Linked DNA regions of Mus musculus: all the other regions are linked to region 5. A link is a contact called in public Micro-C and promoter capture Hi-C data. All regions are on one chromosome and are shown on one strand. The core of a region is the stretch at or near the end of the contact, and the rest is flanking DNA. Distances in the headings are between cores, read along the strand shown.

Evidence for each region. Promoter capture Hi-C pulls out the DNA fragments that hold promoters and counts their contacts. Hi-C and Micro-C count contacts between places; a contact is called where the count stands out from the background.
Region 1: a contact with region 5 is called in a promoter capture Hi-C map of liver, with 4 times the contacts expected there. The contact joins the promoter of Zfas1 here to the promoter of Snai1 in region 5. A contact is called at or near these places in 11 of 39 promoter capture datasets (the HPC-7 cell line, cranial neural crest, embryonic stem cells and 7 more), 1 of 484 Hi-C or Micro-C datasets (embryonic stem cells) and 3 of 115 datasets of contacts at active chromatin or transcription factors (embryonic stem cells, extraembryonic endoderm stem cells and memory CD8 T cells).
Region 2: a Micro-C map of embryonic stem cells shows a contact between it and region 5, with 2.3 times the contacts expected there. The contact joins the promoter of Kcnb1 here to the promoter of Snai1 in region 5. A contact is called at or near these places in 4 of 39 promoter capture datasets (embryonic stem cells, liver, pre-B cells and 1 more) and 1 of 484 Hi-C or Micro-C datasets (embryonic stem cells).
Region 3: a contact with region 5 is called in a promoter capture Hi-C map of neutrophils, with 3 times the contacts expected there. The contact joins the enhancer-like site here to the promoter of Snai1 in region 5. A contact is called at or near these places in 4 of 39 promoter capture datasets (the C10 cell line, cranial neural crest, frontonasal cranial neural crest and 1 more) and 1 of 115 datasets of contacts at active chromatin or transcription factors (pancreatic cancer cells).
Region 4: a contact with region 5 is called in a promoter capture Hi-C map of liver, with 4 times the contacts expected there. The contact joins the enhancer-like site here to the promoter of Snai1 in region 5. A contact is called at or near these places in 3 of 39 promoter capture datasets (hippocampal neurons, liver and pre-B cells), 1 of 15 datasets of contacts at CTCF or cohesin (large pre-B cells), 1 of 115 datasets of contacts at active chromatin or transcription factors (large pre-B cells) and 1 of 9 other capture datasets (embryonic stem cells).

Annotation. Positions count from the first base shown.
Region 1 is chr2:167,061,671-167,064,370 of GRCm38.p6, forward strand. Zfas1 (zinc finger, NFX1-type containing 1, antisense RNA 1) reads left to right here and starts at 1,264. Exons shown (of 5, transcript NR_138563.1): 1 at 1,264-1,627; 2 at 1,966-2,057. It overlaps Znfx1 (zinc finger, NFX1-type containing 1), which reads right to left and starts at 1,345. Exons shown (of 14, transcript NM_001033196.2): 1 at 840-1,345. It overlaps LOC115486178 (a small nucleolar RNA gene), which reads left to right and starts at 1,803; the gene lies at 1,803-1,895.
Region 2 is chr2:167,187,377-167,190,109 of GRCm38.p6, forward strand. Kcnb1 (potassium voltage gated channel, Shab-related subfamily, member 1) reads right to left here and starts at 1,442. Exons shown (of 2, transcript NM_008420.4): 1 at 681-1,442. The coding sequence starts at 1,247. It also overlaps a transcript of 1110018N20Rik not described here.
Region 3 is chr2:167,859,358-167,862,057 of GRCm38.p6, forward strand. All of the region lies in intron 6 of Gm32845 (a long non-coding RNA gene), which reads left to right. Gm33033 (a long non-coding RNA gene) reads right to left here. Exons shown (of 2, transcript XR_003954119.1): 2 at 1-2,700. Among named protein-coding and RNA genes, the nearest start is that of Gm32845, 12 kb to the left of the region's middle. Within about 2 kb of position 1,429, at least 138 of the 459 cell types and tissues checked have an H3K27ac peak or open chromatin away from gene starts, as enhancers often do. A contact at or near this core is called in pancreatic cancer cells, where this site is marked.
Region 4 is chr2:167,958,147-167,960,846 of GRCm38.p6, forward strand. All of the region lies in intron 1 of Ptpn1 (protein tyrosine phosphatase, non-receptor type 1), which reads left to right. Among named protein-coding and RNA genes, the nearest start is that of Ptpn1, 27 kb to the left of the region's middle. Within about 2 kb of position 1,390, at least 174 of the 459 cell types and tissues checked have an H3K27ac peak or open chromatin away from gene starts, as enhancers often do. A contact at or near this core is called in liver and pre-B cells, where this site is marked.
Region 5 is chr2:167,536,930-167,539,629 of GRCm38.p6, forward strand. Snai1 (snail family zinc finger 1) reads left to right here and starts at 1,266. Exons shown (of 3, transcript NM_011427.3): 1 at 1,266-1,442; 2 at 1,742-2,269. The coding sequence starts at 1,361.

The DNA of each region.
Region 1 (2,700 bases), core at 14-2,513, 480 kb before region 5:
CAGGGACCGGGAGCAGAGGCAGGACAACTACGCACAGGGGATGACTGGGTGCTGAGATGAAGGGGCACTAGAGGTGGGGTGTGATCAGGGTGGTGACAGATGAACTGAAGAGAGTCGAAGCAGGTAATGGCAGTGCCCGCGGCTCAGGATACGCTGGGTACTGAGGGAGGAGACACCGACTCTGGAGGTGATGGGGGCTGCTAAGGAGAGGAGACAGGGACTCTGGGGAGTGATGGTGAGGCTAATGGAAGGGAACAGGGATTTAGGGGTGATGGGGCTGCTGAGGAGAGGAAACAGGGACTGGGAAATGGGGCTGCTGATAACCAGGTAGACTTAACTCAGGGAACGATGGAGGGTGACGGTGGAGGTGGGAGGACAGGACTCTGGGGGTGGTAAGGAGTGGAAAAAGATCCTAGGGGTGATGGGAGATTCCAAATACTCCGGAGATGATAGGGGAACTGAGGGACTCTGGGGGCTATAGGGAAACTAAGAGAAAGGGGCAGGGACTCTGGGGGCTATAGGGAAACTGAAGAAGCAGACAGGGACTTCGGGGACTATAGGGGGGGCTGAGAGAAAGAGAACAGGGACTCCGGAGGCTACAGGATAATTGAGGGAAGAGGACAGGGACTCCGGAGGCTACAGGATAATTGAGGGAAGGGGACAGGGACTCCGGGGGTATAGGGAAACTGAGGGAAAGGGACAGGGACTCTGGAGGCTATAGGAAAACTAAGGGAAGGGGACATGGACTCTGGGGACTATAGGAGAACTGAGGGAAGGGGACAGGGACTCCGGGGGTGGTGGGGGCGCTGAGTGGGGCAGATAGGGACTCCAAGGCTAACCTGACACCCGGCCGGAGGCAGAGCGGGACGCCGGCGGTCGCAGCGCCGCAGAAGCAGGTGCGTGATAGGGCGGAGGCCACTCACCGGCTCGGGCGCGTCCTCCGCAGGGCTAGAGCTCAGCCCCGGCCCTGGCAGGTCGCGGCCCCGCCCGGCACCGCGAACTTTCGGTTTCCAGTCCCTGCAGCCCCTGGGCGGGGCGAGTAGCCTAGTGGGCGGCCCGGAGGAAGAGGAGGCCGCGCAGGACGAGGAGGCGGTGCCGCGGGCTCCAGCGAGAGGCCGGGCTCGCCTGCGCCCCCGCCCTCGGGGCGGGCGGAAGGGCGGCGTCGCCTCAGCGCCCGCGGTAGCGGCGGCGGCTGGACTGGCGGCTCCCCGCGGGCGCGGCGGAGGGGAGGGCGCGGCGGGGGGCGGGTTGACTGCGCCCCGGGCGGCCGCAGGTCTCGGCTGGCCCCGGAGCCAGGGGGACGCGGCGGGCGGCTCGTGCGTGCCAAGCGCGACATGGCGCGGAAGCCGAGAAGCCCCGGAGGCCCAGTGAGCACGGGGAGGGGCTAGACACTGGCTGGACAACCATTAGCTAGCTGGGGCCGGGCGGCTCGGGGACTACATTTCCCAGGACGCCAAGCGGTCGCGCCCGGAAGCGACGCGCCATGGGCACAGTGCGCAGGCGCACGCGCCGCCAAGGTCTATATAAGGAAGGTTCGCCGCCGCTCTCGTCCTTTCGTTCCGGCGGCTCCTAGAGCGTTTGCTTTGTTCCCGATATGTCTCGTCCCTCCGGGGTTAACTTGCAGATGGTGAGTTGAGTCCACACAGCACAAGTTTTTTTTTTGTTAACCTCTTATCAAGTTTAGTCGCTGTAACCGCTCCTAGTCTCCAAGTGTTGCTTATGGAGCGCGATCCCCAGGTTGACCTTCGAAGACGTGATTCAAGTGGAAAAGACGCCTTCTGCTTTGGCCTGGGAAGCTTTTTGCTGGTGTAAATGATGAACTCACTTTTTTCCCCGTCATATCGACAGTGCTGATGTTTTAAAACATTTGCCAGTTTGTCCTGATAAACACCAGCCTTCGAGGACCCTGGTCTTCTTTGTTCCTGGTCGAGGATATAGGTGGTGATGGACGCTTTTGTTTTGTAGGTTGACCTGACCAAGCAGGACAGCATGGAGGTTGGAGGGAGAGAAGGGCATCGAGGGAGATGAGAACTCACCTACCATCTGAAAGTCTTAAGGTATGCATTCGTCTAGTGGCCTAAAGTGGCAATCACGTGCTTTGAAGAGCCTTTAAGTGGGCAGTGATAGGGAATTTGATGCAAGAGTTACTGCTGAGGTTCGTTGTTTTAAAAGCCCCGAGGATTGAGCCTTATTATCAAAGTATACTAAAGTCTTTTAATTGTGTATCTGTACATACTGACACAGGAGATGCAGAGCCCTGTTGTTATTTAAAGTGTCCTGGTAGAACTGCCTGAGAAAAGGACTGATTAAGAAAATGGTCCCATTGAGATTAGTCTGTAACACATTTTCTTGGCTGTTGATATGGGAGCATTCAGCAGTTTGTGGGTGCAGTGTCTGAGCCGGGTTGAGATTTCTTTTGTATATGCGTGGTATTTAGAAAGGCAATGAAACATGTCTGCTAAAGTATTTGCAGGCTAGTGCTTTTCAAGATGTGACAATGGCTATCCTCCATTACTGTATTCTGATATCCACCCTGACCCACTCAGATAAAAATGTGAATATGCCCTAAATCAAGTAGGCCCGAGAAATGGCTTAGCAGTTAAGAGCACTGATGGCTCTTTCGAGGGGTCCTGAGTTAAATTTCTAGCAACCACATGGTGGCTCACAACCATCTATAATGGGGTCTGGTGCCCTCTTATG
Region 2 (2,733 bases), core at 192-2,691, 350 kb before region 5:
GCACCTGTCCCGGTCCTCACCCCAAGCCTCTGCTGGTCCCCAAGGCTGGCTGCCTCCTGTGCCCAGCAGCCCACCCTGTGTGAACAAGTTCACCCTGCCTCTTTCCCCAGGCCTATTTTCTGCTCTGATTTGGAAATTTACATCTTCCTCCAACAGCCAAGTGCAAACTGCACCACACAGCAAGTACATAAACAAGGAGCCAGCCTGGTCCTCTCACCCGCTGTCCCGAGCCTTGGGGCAGACCTGTCCTTACCACTAGCCTTCCCTGTCTTTTGTCATCTCTTAAAATACCTGTGGGTGCCTCAGCCTCTGCCAGGCGTGTCGGTAGGCTGTGTTTATACCCTTCCTTATGAGCAGAGTGGGGTTATAATTCAGGGCTAGATGTTACATCTGCAGGGCAGGCTATTCTAGTATGTATCCAGGCCTGGAGGCACCAAGACTATCCAGCAAAGCTCGACTCTGTTCTCACCAAGGCCGTAGCATTTTAGAGTTTTATAAACCATTTCCCCCCAACAAAGTAGGGGTACACCGTACTGAATCACATGGGAAGGGTGCCTCTTAAGAGTAGTAGTCCTTGGAGAACTCGCTTGGAGCCCCTGCCTTTTAACCGGTATACTCATCGTGAGGAGCCAGGAGCCTCTGTGTAGGCCTCCATGGGGGGAAACAGACTCCAGACTCACCTTGGCGGCCACCGATGAGTTGGGCTTCTCCAGCAGGTCCCAAAGTTTCTTCCTCTTCTCAGCACAGCACGTGTTGTCGAACTCCTCGCCCTCCCGCTCCCGCAGCGTCTCAGCCTCCCGCTTCAGCTCCTCGTTCATCTGCTCCTTCTTTTGGTGGTAGCGGGCCTGGCAGCAGGACTCCAGGTAGATCTCATCGATGCCCCAGTAGTCCAGCTCCTGGCTGAAGCTCAGCGCGCACATCTCCTCCATCATGTGCAGCCGGCCGGTGCGGTAGAAATTGAGAATAGAGGTGAAGGCGCCAGGGTGGCGGTCGAAGAAGTACTCGTTGTCCTCGAGGCTGTAGTCGTCGCACACCTGGAGCAGAGAGTCGTGCGTGTTGCAGTCCCGGAGCTTGCCCAGCCGCGTGCGAGGCAGGCGGTCCAGAGTGCGCCACAGCACCTCGTGCGCCAGGCCCCCGACGTTGAGGCGCACCCGGCGCGAGCACGCCTTGCTGCGCACGATCTCCATGGGCTCGGGCGGCAGCGAGCTGGTGGAGCGCGAGCCATGCTTCGTCATGCCCGCCGGCATCGCTGGTCTGGCCGCCCCCGCCCCCCCTGCCCCCCCAGGCCGCTGTCACTCGACGGCAAGGCCCGCTGCCGCGGGGGCGGGGGGCGGGGAGCTCTGCAGGCCGCTGTGGTGCAGGGGTGCGCGAGGGCGGGCGTCGCGGCTACCGTCTCACCTCCATCCCGACGGCTGCGAGGCAGAAAGCGAAAGCGGACACGGGTCAGCGAACCGTACTGTGAGGCCCCTCCCCCAGGGTCCCCTACCGGCCTTGACCTTCCCAAGGCTTAAGCGGCTCAGGGGAGTTGGGGGGCGGGGGGGGGGGAAGGGAGGACGGATGGCTGCTGTTCCTCCCGCCGGTGCTGAAGTCAGCCCCACCCCAGGACGAAGGGAGGGGTGGCCCTCCAGGCGGGAGAGGCCCCCAGGAGGCTCCCAGGAAGCCCCACCCCCGCCCTGGCGCAATCCGGCCGCCCGGGGCGCTGTCCGTCCCGTCGAGTGCTGAAACTCCCTGCTCTCGGGCTGGAGAGCCCAACCTGGCCCCCGCAATTGGGAGGCAAGGGAGAGGCAGGGAGAACTTTCTTTCTCTCTTTAGTGAGTTCTCATCTCCTCCCACCCCAAGATAGTCAAGATTTTGGGTGGGAGCATAACGATGGCATTGGGCTTGCTTTTTCTAAATCTTAGAAGATTTTGGGCCGAGTGAGGACTGTGGAGGCTACCAGATGCCCACCTGTCGGAGGCCACCAGGCTGCCCTGTCCTGGGGCGACCCCACTCCTCACAACACCAGGACCCGAGACCGCTCCGGAGACCAGGTGAGGGTCGAAGGAGCCAAGCCAGCGGGGTCTGCACCTCCTTGTGCGCCCCCTCCCCACTCTAGCGCAGGAGGGGCGCGGAGTCCTCGGGATCCGCCTGCTCGGTGCTCCCCTCCTGCCCCTCCTCCTCTCTTTCTCCTCCTCCCCCTCCTCCCGCTCCTCCTCCTCGCTCCTCCCGGCGATGGCTTTTTATAACTCCGGGTTCTGCGCCTTTGCCCGGGCTCGGAAGAGAAGGGGTGGGGGAGGTGGGAGGCGGGGAAACCAGCGGAATCTTCTGGCCTTTCGGAGCGTGCCCTCCTCCCGCCACGCACCGGTGATTTCGGGGGGTTCCCGGGCCCTACAGCCCGCGGGGCACACGCCCCGCCCCCAGCCCCGGGGTGGGCCCGCGCCACCCCCCTACCCCGCCACACTCACCCCCAGGGTGGCCGCCTCCCGGGGCCGCGCCGCGCGCATCTCGCCGGCCGCCCGCCCGCGCCCCCGCCCGCGGCAGCGGCGGTCCCGGGGCCGGGCTAGGCCTACCCGGGCCGGCCGGGCGGGCGGGAGGGCGGCGCCGGGGCTGCGGGGCGCGGGCGGGGCGCTCTGCGGGGCGCAGGGACGGCGCGGCCCGGGCGATCGGCGGCGCCTCCGCCTCCACCTCGGGCTCCGGCTCGGCTCGGCGGCGGCCGCGGCTGCCTGCGCGAGATCAACAAGTCGGGCTGAGCTT
Region 3 (2,700 bases), core at 179-2,678, 320 kb after region 5:
CATACACATGCACACACACACATACATACACACACATAAACACACGGGTGCACACACGTTACTAAGCCACATTTCCATGAAAGCTGTAGAGTATGTTTCTGGGTTGCCCAGTTTATCCTCTGGGACTTGTCTGTTTCTCTGGGACTTGTCTGTTTCTCTCGTGCTTCAAATAAGAACTAGACACAGGAAGGAAGTGTGCAGGATAGGACGGATCATCACACTGAGACCTGGGCCCCCTGGAGAGCATGGCTCTGTCTGTCCTCCTAGGGTCTACTCCTTTTTCACCCCCCAAAACTCACCCCGACAGACTTGGGACACAAAGCCGCTGGCTATGTGAGACCCAAGTCTGAACCTGATGCTACCTCACCACCAGGCAGCTTCAGCTTCCTGATGATGTCATCAGGGGCCTCAGCGCTCTTCAGCGGAGCCACGGCTGCTTCAGAAACACGTGGGGATGTGAGCGAGAGACGCTGCATTTTTCAAAGCACGCATTTGGAGGCTGGAGAGATGGCTCAGCAGTTAAAAGTGCTTCTAGCTCTTCCAGAGGTCCCAAGTACCATTCCCAGAATCCAGATCAGGAGACTCACTACTGCCTGTAACTCTTTACGGGGTGGGGGTGGGGAATCTGTACTCACACTTGCACACACACACACACACATACACACACACACACACACACACACACGTGTGTGTGTGACTTAAAAACAAGGCCTTTCTAAAAACCCCACTTACTTAGCCTATGGCAGGCTGAGACCAGAGGCTGGACTTGGGATGTCCCATTCAGCAGGACCCTGTTTGGAGTTTGGAAAGGGCTCCCTTCTGCCTGGGACCGTTGAGGCCTGCACAGATGGCCAATGGCCAATGGCCATCTGAGCCCTGTCACTATGACCTCAGTTTCTCCTAGCTCAGCTGGCCATCCTCTCCTGGAGAAGCAAGGCTTTGACAGGCAATGGTTTAAACCCATGCTTGCCAGGCCTTCAGACACCAGCCAGCCGCTTGGTGAACTGCCTAGCCTGCCTCATTTCTTACACAGAACAGAGGCTCAGAGAAGCTGTGTGACTTGCCTAATGCCACACAGCCAGGACTGGACCCTGTGAGATCCATTCTCTGGGCCTGGCAGCAGCAGGAGCTGTTTGTGTAGCTGGGGGTCCAAGGAAGAGAAAGAAAAAGCCAGCAGCCTGCAGCTCCACTTACAGGCAAGGCAGCCACTGAGCACTGTCCTCTTCAGGGCAGGCTGAGGCTGAGGTGGAGGACCAGCCACTGCTGGGGGACCAGGAACCTAGCTCTTCTGCCTGCCCGGCAGCAGCAACAGCAGCAGCAGTGTCCATGGCTGCCCGCCAGGCCCTGCCTGACGTCAGGCTCTGACCAGACCAGGGACATAATGTGCTGGCGTCAGGACAAAGACTGAGTGCAGCAGAGGCAAGGTGGGGCCATCCAGAGAACCGGGGATGGAGGGGGCAGAAGAGACAGGCTGAGAGGAAGGAACATGGAGAGAGAAGAGGGAGGCAGAGAGGGTGTGGATAATGGGGTGGGCGGGGAGACAGAGGAAGAATCAGACCGAGACCACAGGCAATACAACAGAGAAAGCTAGGCGGACATGGAAAAGAGAGCCAGGGCCAGAGTAGAGGACTCCAGTCCTCCACTCTACTTAGCTGTGTCCTGGTGACCGGTGGCTTACCTCTGGGAGCCTGGGAGCATTGCCCAGACCTGGAGATGACAGTGTCAAAGCCTCTCATCTGGTCAAGAGAGAGAGCCCCAGTCATGATGCGGAAGGGGACATTATGGAAAAGGCTTTGGCTGGCCCTGTATACAGCAGGGGATTAATAAAGTACAGGCTGTGGGGAGAGAGGGAGATGACAGTGGCCTCTTGGGAATGAGGTGCCTTCTGCAGCCTTGCTGCCCAGCACTGGAGAGCCCTCTTCTGACAATGAGGCTTTAACATGAGGCCATGGTGCAGACCTTCGCCTGGCTGACCTGGTTTGGGGCACACAACTCCTTGTTTATGGGCCTAAGAAGGCCATAGTCTCAGGGCCACCACGTCACCAAAGCCAAGCAAGGCCAGGCCTGGTCACTTCTGGCCTTCCAGCCACAGAACACTTATACATCTTAATTATCAAATTCAGGAGGGCTGAGGGCTAAGCTAGCTCCCCCTGAGGGACCAAACCTGTGTTCTCTGTGGGTGCAGGGACCCCCAAGGGTCCCAGGGGCACTCACCTCTCCGATGCTTTCACACTGTCCCAGAAGCCTTTGCCCTCTCTTCTCCCTCCTCCTCCTCTTCATCCTCAGAATCGAGCACCTACTGTATACTAAGCGAGCTACTAGTATGCAGTTCTGCAGACAACTGCCCAAGGGGGAAGCAGAGACAGTGTCCCCTGAACAGGTAACAGTTCTGTTTTCTGAACAGCTTGAGTATCACCTGTGTCCCACTGTGTACCATGACGATGTCACCACGTACATGGCCATAGTTTTGTCAGAGCTGATCCTCCTGCCCCCTCCAAAGACCTTTGGTTGTCTGAAAACATCTCCACCATGGAGATGTTCTGGCAACTCAAGGGCACAGACCAAGTCACACATAATACCCTACTATGCACAGGATAACCCAGCACGGAGAACCCTCCAGCCCCCAACACTGGAGTGGCAAGGTTAAGGACTAAGCTGGGAGGTAAGAGGCACGTGTATGCATGACCACGTGGAAGCTGA
Region 4 (2,700 bases), core at 140-2,639, 420 kb after region 5:
CTGTGTTCTGCCTAGACGTGAAAGGTCACCTGCACTTCTCCATGTAGGCTGACAGCTGAGATCTGAAGAGTCTCTTCCTGGTGTGGGCACAGTGCCAGGCTGCGTCTGGATGGCCTGAAGGAACGCCTGCCTGTGTGGAGCCTCATGCCTGCCTGCTTGCTTGGAATAGAATAGCCTCTCGGTCCCAGCTTGGGACTTTATTTTAAAGACTTACTTGTTTTATTTATATGAGTACACTGTAGCTGTCTTCAGACACACCAGAAGAGGATAACAGATCCCATTACAGATGGCTGTGAGCCACCATGTGGTTGATGGGAATTGAACTCAGGACCTCTGGAGTAGCAGTCAGTGCTCTTAACCCCTGAGCCATCTCTCCAGCCTGTGACTTCATTTTTGTGGTTTCACAAATCCATTCCTTCCAGTGCTATCATGCCTTCATCTCTGTGCCTCCTTCATCCTTGGTCTCTCACATCAGGTAGGAAAGCATGTGGCCTCTAGAAGAAGGTGGCCAGTGAGTATCTCATATGCCTTTTTCTTGGTTCTGGTTAGCAGAGCCTCACACAGCTTTCCAGGGACTTGGGAAAATCTTGACCAACATTGTTGTGTTTTAGTGAGCTGTTTTCTGCTCGTTCACACTGCTAAGTATGCAGGGAGCATCCATCCATTGCGGAAGGAGAGCACTGTCACTTCAGATCAGGGATGTCACTGGTGTTTCATGTGGCCTCTCCCTTGGGACCTTGGAAGGAGGAAACACAGTGGGCAGACTGGTTCCTGCCAGGAAAATTGTAGATATTGCTCTTGCAGATGCCTGCCAATTCCTTGTTAGTCAACTGTCCCACTGTCCCCCGGCAGGCAGCCAAGAGCCGGGTGAAGTTCTTACTGGCCTGATAGAAAGCAGAAGGTAAACAAAACAGAAGTGAAAGTCGATTTTTTTAGCCAGTTCTCTTACGGGAACAGTTTTGTGGTTCTCAGCATTTTAGTAGACACTGGTTCCAATATGTTTGATTGACATCAATTACTGTAAGTCTGATTCATTTTCTCCCTATTGATTTCTGCCCAAGGTGGAATTCATGACATTTAACAGAAAATGTAAGTGATGTCTTTATCAAGGGCTGTAAAAATTAGGGTCAAAGCCAGGGACACTTGCAAGTCTAACTGCGAGTGTGTCATCCTAGTTACCCGTGTAATCTGTGTAAGGTGAGCGGCAGCCCGACGCTCTGGCCTGCCACACTGAACTCAGAATGCTGCTTCTAAATGCAGTGTGGGCCAGGGTCACTTCACCAGTGTGAAGCCATTCATTCATATCCACGCTCCCACCCCCAGCCAGTTCAGCCTCTCAAAGCTGTTATTCTCAGTGCTAAAACCACATCAGTCCTTAGGGACCAAAAGTCATTGTTAACATAATTATGTAAGTGGCTTGTTCTTGTAAATGGCTTGAGGTCATCAGCAGTGACAGAGGTCACTTTGGTATTTTTAAGGGTTAGGTGTTTTGAGCAGCTGTACAAGCAGGAGGACTGTTAGCAGCACAGTGCTGAAGCCCTGGAGTCCACTCTGGGAGCCTCTCCGAAACTGCTGCTTCTCTGAAGCCATATCACCACCGCCCACACCCACACCTCTGTTCCTCTCTGTGACTGCAGCTGCAGCCTGGGTATTTTGCCCCTGTAGTTATTCAGTAAACCAGGTGTGCTTGTGCAGACTCCCAGCGCTTGTCTGCTGGGATTATTAGTTCAAGGTCATCCTCAGCTTCATAGGGAGTTGGAGGCTAGCCTAGGCTATGTAATATGTAAGTACCTGTCTCAAACAAAACAAAGCAAGATACAAAGAATGAAGTATTGTTTTCCATTCAAAGACAGCCTCTGGTGATCTATCTATTCTGATTGTTCTTTGCTCCACAAAATTTTTCTTTCTCCTTTGTAGTTAGACCCGGTTAATAAAATCTGCTGTGCACTCACCACTCTGAGGTGCTTACACACAGCATCTTAGGTGAGCCAGAGACAAGCGTGTGTGCTCTCAGCCATGGCTGCGCCTGGGTTCCAGGAAGTGCTTGCCTCTCAGCCCCCACTGCCCGGTCTATCTGCCCTTCCTTCCTTCAGTCTCTCAGCTGACTATCTGAGAATCAGTATTTTCCCACACTATCAAGTAACACGCCAGCCCCTCAACTCAGATGCCATTTAGAGAGGAGTCGAGACTGGCCAGTGAGAGGAACTTGCTAGTCCCCGAATTCTACTTACATGTGGGGTTTTTGTTTTTCATTTATCAACAACTTCACACGGATGTATTACATATGTTGGTCACTTTGACCTCTCAGTGCTGCCTGGAAGCCCCTCCTCCTCCCAGTAAGACACCCTCCTGTTTCCATGTTGTGGGGATTGTTTTGCTTTTGTTTTTTGTGGTCCCTGAATTCCCAGTGTTGCTTGCATGAGCCTGGGTGGGGGCTGGATATTGGAAATAACAGTCAGTGCGGTAGCTGTTCTCCATTCTCTGCTTCAGGATCTGTTTTAGTAACCAGTTTGGTATTATCTTGTCAGGAGGTTGTGTGCGACAATTGCAGAAGCCAAACCAGGCCCCAGGAGTGTGCGTTCTGCAGCAGTTAGGATGGGCTTGATGGGTGTTCTCGGATGCATGTTCCCTCTGGGGCACTTCCACCCTGTGCCGGGAAGCATGCTGGGATAGAGTCAAAAGCTGTATACTTACGGTATT
Region 5 (2,700 bases), core at 16-2,515:
ACCAAGCAAGGCCCCGTGGTAGGAAAGCCTGTTCTCTGATCATAGGGGATGGAGAAAAGTCAAAACCTAGTCAGCTGACTTGTCCGTTGGGACGAGGGTGGTGGTGGGGCGCTGTGTGCTCTCCCTCTGGACTCAGGGAGACTCATGGATGAACTAAATCTACCCAGAGGGCAGTGTTCTCCACGATGGTTGCCTGTTGTCTGACCATCCTCCCACTCCCCCACCCCCCACCCCCAGTGCTGGGAGTCTGATTCTATTCCCTGTTGTTACCTCCAGTGCCTAGAGACTCGATGCTAGCTGGTGCCCCAGAGGTTTCCGTAGACCCTCTGCTTTATAGGTGTTTATAACCCCATACTATGGGGGTGTGGGTTTGGTTTCCGAGGCCACCCTTCCTCCCTGTGAACGTTCCAACACGATTTTCAGGAAGTCGGGAGCCTTAGCCCTGGTCCTTGCTACCTCTGCCTCGCACCTGCCCTTATTGGTGTTTCACAATGCAACTCTAAACACGTCCGTCCTCAGCTGAAAGTCCTTCCGTGACTCCCCAGTGCCTGTAAGGCAAAGTCCAAACTCCTCCAAAGACCCGAGGCCAGGAAATCGGACCCCTCAGGGTCTGCCCAACACCAACCTCATCCTGGAACCTGCTCTCAAAGGTTGGACAGGCAGAAGTTACTGATTCTTACCCCGGGCCTTTCCCCTCGGTGCTTCTTCACTTCCTCTAGGAAGTCATAGACACCCTCCCCTGTCAGGTGACCGTTCATTGACAGTCACAGCTGTCTCTCCCCACCTCCTTTCATCAAATCACACCTCCCTTTAGTATTCGAATCCTCTGTTTATTCTGTCTGTCTCTCTCTCCCACGGCCGGGAAGCCATCCTTGCGTAGGGCATCCCTGGGTAGTGTTTTGTTCAGGGCTGTGTAGACAGTTCCAGGAACCCCTAAGCGCGTGCATATCATCGCACTTTCTGGCTCCCCAGCGCCCAAAGGTCAGCAGCTCGGGGATGTTGCGGGGCACCGCGCTCGTCGTGGGGCAGGCGCGGCCACCAGGGGTCGCCCGAGGAGCTCGGAAGCCGCGCGGTCCGGTCCGGGAGGAGCCCAAGCGGAATCTCAGCGCCACGCGGCGGGAGCCCCAGCAGCCCAGGCGCACCTGCTCCGGTCTCAGTCTCCGGCCGCGCCGCCGCCAGCCATTGGCTCAGCCTTGACAAAGGGGCGTGACCAACAGTACGGTCACGCCCCCAGCCCTGGTACTTAAAGGAATTTGCTGCTGCTAGGGGATCGTAGTGTGCGGCCGGGCCTCGCGAGCGGAGTTGACTACCGACCTTGCGCGACCCGGTGACCCCGACTACCTAGGTCGCTCTGGCCAACATGCCGCGCTCCTTCCTGGTCAGGAAGCCGTCCGACCCCCGCCGGAAGCCCAACTATAGCGAGCTGCAGGACGCGTGTGTGGGTGCGTGGTGGGGTGCGGGACGCGGGCGGCTGGGGGGGATCCCAAGGGTGCTGGGGGGAGGTGAGAATCGGGCTCTGCGGGCGCGACAGGTGGATCTGGAGCTCCGGGTCTTGGCAGTTGGGATCCACCGAGGGTGTCTTTGACCCGGGACGGGGAGGCTCCGGGAGTTGAAGACTCGAAGGCGGGGGTAGCTTTGCGGAGTCCGGGCGGGGGAGGGGAGGGGCGGGCGGGAAGCCCCCCCACCTGGCGCCCCGAGAATCCGCTCAGCTGACTCCCTGCTGTCTCTTCTCTTCCCGCAGAGTTCACCTTCCAGCAGCCCTACGACCAGGCCCACCTGCTGGCCGCCATCCCTCCGCCCGAGGTCCTCAACCCCGCCGCTTCGCTGCCCACCCTCATCTGGGACTCTCTCCTGGTACCCCAAGTGCGGCCGGTTGCCTGGGCCACCCTCCCGCTGCGGGAGAGCCCCAAGGCCGTAGAGCTGACCTCGCTGTCCGATGAGGACAGTGGCAAAAGCTCCCAGCCGCCCAGCCCGCCCTCGCCGGCGCCGTCGTCCTTCTCGTCCACCTCGGCCTCCTCCCTGGAGGCCGAGGCCTTCATCGCCTTCCCTGGCTTGGGCCAACTTCCCAAGCAGCTGGCCAGGCTCTCGGTGGCCAAGGACCCCCAGTCGCGGAAGATCTTCAACTGCAAATATTGTAACAAGGAGTACCTCAGCCTGGGCGCTCTGAAGATGCACATCCGAAGCCACACGCTGCCTTGTGTCTGCACGACCTGTGGAAAGGCCTTCTCTAGGCCCTGGCTGCTTCAGGGCCACGTCCGCACCCACACTGGTGAGTGAGTGTGCATAGCTGAGCTCTGAGTCTGGGCTGTTTGGCCTTAGACCCTGGGGGGACTCAACACTTACTCCTAAGGCTGCCAAGCAGTGGACAAAGTAGATGTTGGTTGTTCTCCATTCTGTACCTTGCTGTTCGAGGCTAGGAGTGAAGAGGTGTTCCCTATCCGGGCTCAACCCACACTGTAGAAGTCAGACAGGATATTGCTAGACAGGATATTCTGCACCTGGCCTTGAATCCTGAGTCGAGAACTTCCCCAGTTTCCTCGTTTCTAAAATGTATCAGAGAACACTTCGTGGGGTCTTTGTAGAGTGAAGTGCTAGGTGCAGGTGCCACTAAGAAATGACTTCCCAGTGACTATGAAGACGGCTCAGTGGTTAGAGCACTGGCTACTCTTCCAGAGGTCCTGAGTTCAATTCCCAGCACAC